Regions from separate parts of the Mus musculus genome. Here region 2 is linked to region 1. The links are chromatin contacts, called in public promoter capture Hi-C maps. All regions are on one chromosome and are shown on one strand. Each heading gives the region's core, a stretch centred on a gene start, on an enhancer-like site or on the middle of the called end of the contact. The rest is flanking DNA. Distances are from core to core; before and after follow the strand shown. Region 1 holds the start of Acoxl (acyl-Coenzyme A oxidase-like). Region 2 holds the start of Il1b (interleukin 1 beta).

The links. Promoter capture Hi-C pulls out the DNA fragments that hold promoters and counts their contacts.
Region 2: a contact with region 1 is called in a promoter capture Hi-C map of hippocampal neurons, with 2.9 times the contacts expected there. The contact joins the promoter of Il1b here to the promoter of Acoxl in region 1.

Annotation. Positions count from the first base shown.
Region 1 is chr2:127,853,048-127,856,156 of GRCm38.p6, reverse strand. It overlaps Acoxl (acyl-Coenzyme A oxidase-like), which reads right to left and starts at 1,529. Exons shown (of 18, transcript NM_028765.3): 1 at 1,171-1,529. The coding sequence starts at 1,323.
Region 2 is chr2:129,369,677-129,372,785 of GRCm38.p6, reverse strand. Il1b (interleukin 1 beta) reads left to right here and starts at 1,647. Exons shown (of 7, transcript NM_008361.4): 1 at 1,647-1,718; 2 at 2,441-2,502; 3 at 3,035-3,083. The coding sequence starts at 2,456. Il1bos (interleukin 1 beta, opposite strand) reads right to left here and starts at 2,884. Exons shown (of 3, transcript NR_015474.1): 1 at 2,865-2,884.

The sequences.
Region 1 (3,109 bases), core at 280-2,779:
CTGGGCAGTGGTGGAGCACACCTTTAATCCCAGCACTTGAGAGGCAGAGGCAAACGGATTTCTGAGCTCAAGGCCAGCCTGGTCTACAGAGTGAGTTCCAGGATAGCCAGGGCTACACAGAGAAAACCTGTCTCAAAAAAAAAAAAAAAAGAAAGAAAGAAAGAAAGAAAGAAAAGAAAAAGGAAAAGGAAAGAAAGAAAGAGAATGAAAAGAGAAAGAAAAAAGAGAGAGAGAAAGAAAAAGAAAGAAAGAGAGAGGGAGGGAGGGAGGGAAGGAAGGAAGGAAGAAAGAAAGAAAGAAAGGAAGGAAGGAAGGAAGGAAGGAAGGAAGGAAGGAGAAAGAGAGAGAAAGAAAGAAATCGCCCTTGGTGTACAAAAATTTTACATTGTAAGCCAGGCATGATAGTGCATGTTTTAATCCCAGTACTCTGGAGGCAGATCTCTATGAGTTCAAAGCCAACCTGGTCTATGTAGAGAGTTCTGGGCCAACCAGGGCTACACAATGAAGCTTGTCTCAAAAGAAAAAAAAAAAAAAGGAAGAAAGGAAGGAAGGAAAGAAAGAAAAAAGAAATAAAAAAGAAAAAAAGAAGAAAAAAGAACAAAGGAAAGAAAAATGTGTTTCTTAGTATTTTGTCATTTCATGCTTATTTTATAATTAAAAATTTCAATTTTCTTTTGATTGTGCATTTTAACATAGAAAGACATATTGATCTTACCTGCAACTTTACTGAATTTACTAGTCCTAACATATTTTTGTGCAATTATGATGATTTTCAACGATAAGAGCATGGCATCATAAAGACAATTTCATCTTCTTTCTCTCCAACTTTTTATGTCTGATTTTTACTCACAGAGTCTGTCACTGCCTGATGTACCATAAACGTATATGTGTTTTACTATGCAGTGTGTCCTCCTGTATTAAACTATAAGCTCCACAAATACCTGCTTTACTTTCTGTCCCTTGGTGTCTAGCTCATTGTTGGAGCCAGTAAATAACTGTGAAGTGAGTGAGTCACCTCACCTGCCATACTGAAGGGACTTAACAAATGGTAGCAAGTAGTAATTGTTGTTACCTTTTACACAACACTTGACTGTAAAAGTAGTAATTAAGTTTTCAAATAAAAAGATCTTATTTATAAAAAATGGTCACAGTATCAAGAAATAAACAAACCATGATTCCAGCTGCTCTGGAGTCCCTTGGCAGACAACACACTCCCTGGCAGGCTCTCTGAAGAAATCCCTGTGGTCCCCGCAGATGACAGCACACTTTGGATGCCAATCTATACAGAGGGACTTCTATAAACAGTCCACTCCATCCTGTCATCTCTGCTCAACTCTTCCACAGGATCCCATGGGGCCAGGGCTGGCCTGGCCAAGTGGCCAGCATCCAAGTGCATGGGGCTGGAGCTGGGACAAAGACTCCTGCCAAAAGCAGCACACAGACCAAGATCCAGGGTAGCCTGTCACAGCCTGCTAGGAAAAGCCAGGGTTCCAGGACAAACAGAAGCCAGAGGGCCCAAGCCCAAAGAGGAAAGGTCTCAGAGAAAGAAAGTCAGAGCAAGCACAGGGATGGGTGGGAGGAGGCTTCTCTGTCATGATCCTTAGGACCAATAGGGACTGGGTTGGTGTTGAGGCCTAAACAGGACAGAATTTCATGAAGAACCAATGACAGACTCACTTCTTTGGCTTCTTGACATAGTCCCTGCTCAGCTAGAGTTTTGCAATGCACTCATGACTTCCGGGGGGTGGGGGGTCGGGGGGGGGGGGGAAGAAGTCTAACATCTTAGGGGTTATCAGGAAAGTAACCGGTTTCCTCATTCTCAAGCACCTTCAGAAGTGAGGCAATCTGACCTTAGAATATCATTCCATCTTAGAGCTAATCACCAGTCTCTCTAATGTAAAACACCCAAAACTAAAACTAATTTAAAAAAAATATATAGTTAGAGTAAATACAACGATCAGGCCATAGGTTGTCTGCCAATTCCCACCAGGCAGCTAAGAGTGGGCTTCCCGGAACCTGTGGATGATTTAAACCAGTGTTGTTCAGACTTCAAGGTCCCTAAGCCCCTTTACACTTAAAAACTACTGAGGGACCAACGAGATGGCTCAGTGGGTAAAGGTGCTTGCCACTAAGCCTGATGACCAGACTTCGAGCCTTAGGACCCACATGGAAGACGAAAAGAACCCACTCTCACAAGGTGCCCCTGACCTCCACATGCATGCTGTGGCATATGTGTGTCCATACACATACACACAAAAAAACAAACACATAAGTAAATAAATAAATATAAAAAGAAAAAAAAAACTGTGAAACTGCCGAGGAGCTTTCCTTGTGGTTCTATTTAGCAATTTACCATATTGGTAATTAAAACAGAGAAATCTGGTACTTTAGTCATTGTAAATAATAATAAACTCATAAAGTAATAGTTTCATGAAAATACACACAATTTCCAAAATCCAAAAAGGAGATAAAAAATAAAATAAGTTAGACAAATAGAGTTATCTTACATTTTACAAATTGTTTGAATATCTAGCCTAATTAAAGACACCTTGGCTTTCAGCTTTGCCTTTGCTGTGAGGTGCCCTTTGGGTTAGTTTGTCACAAAAGTCCTGCATCACACACACAGAAAACCAGGCATTTATTTTTCAGGTGGCACCTGCAAACATCTCAGAGATATCCAGGGATTGTCAGACCACACTCAAGGACCACTGGGCTAGGCCATGTTCCTGCTACCAATGCCTGCCCATGCAAATTATTAGGATGATGATAACACAGGGGATTGTGGGTAATTTTCTTTCAGTCTCAGGGGGCATAGTGTAGGTGAGCAGGAGCTGTGGGTTGCTATTTCATTATTCAAGAATTTGTTCCCAGACAGCCCCATAAATGGTCAAGAGTAGTCTGACCCCAACTGGGAGAAGAAAGTGTTGAGTTAGGATGTTCCTATGAGCCAGCTGTAAGCCATGATTGGGAAAGAGACCAACTGATGAATGGGAACCATTTGGGAGGAGACTACAAGGGTCCTGAGAAGGGAGCACGGTGTAGCAGTGTTAAACCCCAGATGCACTCTGAATCGTGGTGGACTTTAATGCTAATTTCACTGGTCTAGGCA
Region 2 (3,109 bases), core at 398-2,897, 1.5 Mb before region 1:
GCAGAACAGAAAAATGAACCAGATGGCCCAGACAGGACCTCTGGATTGTCTGCAGAACTAGATAATACATCTTATAAGACCTTAGTGCTGAGAACTGACCATTGCTCACCAAACTCAAAAGCAACTGAGACCCTGAACCATCTTCAGATTTCAAATCAAACATATAGCTGGTCAAAGGCAGGATTCTTCTGTTTGCCTTCCTGAAATCGAGATGCTGTGAACCAAATTAGGCAAAAGAAGGCTGCCTAGTAAGTAAACCTTGTTTCATAGTAGAGCCTTGTCTATTCCTCCTTCCAATTCTGTCTGTCTATTTCCCTTCAGTGCTGCAGAATAAGCTCAGTAACCAAAACATACTAGGTACAAACTCATCTGAATGAACACATTGCCAAATTCCTACTCACCCGGGCTAGCTCCTACTGCCTGCATCCATCTGCCAGGCACTGTGGAGACCTGGCTCTAATGGAGTCCACAGACTCTCTGAGGGCTCAGCAAAGGAGTTAGGTTTCCACTGAGGATTCTACTATACTGTAGATGTGCCCAAGAGACTGTATGCAGCATTCATATGGCCTGGTTGCTCATTCCATCCAAGCAAGAAGAGCTCCCCTGGGTAGGCTCCCTGGGCTCTCTGAGTTAGCAGTCTAGTGATGCTTGATATGGCCAAGAGACTTGGTCTCCCCAGATCTTATAGAAACAAGAATTTTCCAAAACAATTTTTTAGGCAAAGACTATCTCTTCACTTTTTAAGATGGACTGTGCTCATGAACAGGCAGATGCCTCGTTCACCACCTTTGCACTGTGCAACTTAATTCAGGCTCATTCTGCTGATCACCTAGCACTGATATGGTTTCAACATGAGACTGGCTATGGTATTATAAGTACCCTGGCAGGGCAGGAAAGCAGGAGTGGGTGGGTGAGTGGGGGAGCATCCTCATAGAGGCAGGGGAGGGGGAGAGGATAGGGGGTTTCCGGAGGGGAGACCTGGAAAAGGGATAACATTTGAAATGTAAATAAAGAAAATATCCAATAAAAGAAAAAAATAAGCACCCTGGCATTATCAGACTGCATAGGCTTGCTTCCAGAGTTCCCTGACCCTATGATAAGTCTACACTGATACCTGCATACTGTGTGTGCCCTGACCCACACAAGGAAGTGCGTGTCTCTCCAGAAGCCCCTGCTAACACAGTTGATGGAGAGCACAGAAGCACCATCCAGTTACCAAACTCCAACTGCAAAGCTCCCTCAGCTTAAGCACAAGGAGGCGAGAGAGGTGACACACTTCTGGGTGTGCATCTACGTGCCTACCTTTGTTCCGCACATCCTGACTTAAAATGTACAGCTAACCCAGGAAAACCCAATATTTTTAATATTGACACCATCTGCACAATTGTCCAGGGGGAAATAATGCCCATTTCCACCACGATGACACACTTGCGAATGTGTCACTATCTGCCACCCCTTGACTTCCAGGGATTAGAAATTATTTCAGGGTAGCAATAGCCTCTTCCCCTAAGAATTCCCATCAAGCTTCTCCCCCCTCCCCCACCCTTCAGTTTTGTTGTGAAATCAGTTAACCCAAGGGAAAATTTCACAGCTCTTCACTTCTGCTTTTTAGGACTATAAAACAAGGGAGGGAAAACAAGTTGGACAACAAACCCTGCAGTGGTTCGAGGCCTAATAGGCTCATCTGGGATCCTCTCCAGCCAAGCTTCCTTGTGCAAGTAAGTCTCTCTCTCTCTCTGTCTCTCTCTCTCTCTGTCTCTCTCTATCTCTCTCTCTCTGTCTCTCTCTCTCTGTCTCTGTCTGTCTCTCTCTCTGTCTCTGTCTGTCTATCTCTCTCTCTCTCTGTCTGTCTCTGTCTCTCTCTGTCTGTCTCTCTCTGTCTCTCTGTCTCTCTCTCTGTCTCTCTCTGTCTCTCTCTCTCTCTCTCTTTCCCCCCCCCCCACTGATGGACTTTGGGCTTTTTATTTATAAAAAGTAGCTGTACCTCCATGGTTTGTGAAGTACTCTGGAAATGAGTACTGTCTGTATAGCCGCTGACATCTAAAAGGCAGCTCCTGTCTTGTAGGAAAGCTTCTTTATTAGGGTTTGGCTCTGCTGTTGCTTCCTTCCAGAGCATCTTCCTAATGCTGTTCCCCATGTTGTAGTGACCCCCCACACACCCTAAAATTATTTTCATTGCTACTTCATAACTATAATTTTGCTACTGTTATGAAGTGTAAATATCTGTGTTATCCAATGGTCTTAGGTGACCCCTGTGAAAGGGCCACTTGACTCCAAAAGGGCCACTGTTCTAGACCTATACAACGGCTCCTCCGTTCCTTCATTCCTCAGAGACCAGTTTAGCATGCCTGCCCTGAACTAGAGCTAAGAGAAACACATATGAAGGACGCCCCTCGGGGAGCTAACGCTGGATGCCCACCCACTTTCTTTCTTCACACAGGTGTCTGAAGCAGCTATGGCAACTGTTCCTGAACTCAACTGTGAAATGCCACCTTTTGACAGGTCAGTGGGTACTGGAGAGTGGTCACATATCCAGCACTCTGCTTTCAGGAATGGAGGGCTATCTACTTTCAGAGGCCAGAGAGTCCCCAACTCATCTCCTTCAGTGGCTATCAGAGTTCAAGCAACCTAGCTTAAAGACTGACCTCTTCACTCCCAAGCCCAACCTAGGGACTTAGGTGCTGTCACTACAGGGACTCCTACAGATGCAATGGTAAGAAAAACTTCCACATGGACAGGATAAGAGACTCTTTTGCAAAGTCTGGCTTGGAAGCAAAGGCAGAGAGCTCAGACTTTAGCTAACTCTGCTAGTCTAGAATTTAGGTGTCAGAAGTCAACAGAGAGCAACCAGAGCACCCACTTACCTGGCCCAGAATCTGCTTCTAGACTGTTACTTACGTAGCACTGTAGAACTTCCCAGAAGTCTTTGGGAAGCTTTAAGAGTCATGGTAGGTGTGGTTTTATGAACAATGGAAGTCTGTCTGCTCAGTATTGATAAGGAGCTATCACTTGACCACATCTGTTTTCATTACAGTGATGAGAATGACCTGTTCTTTGAAGTTGACGGACCCCAAAAGATGAAGGTGAGACTCTGAGCTTGGCTCCTAAC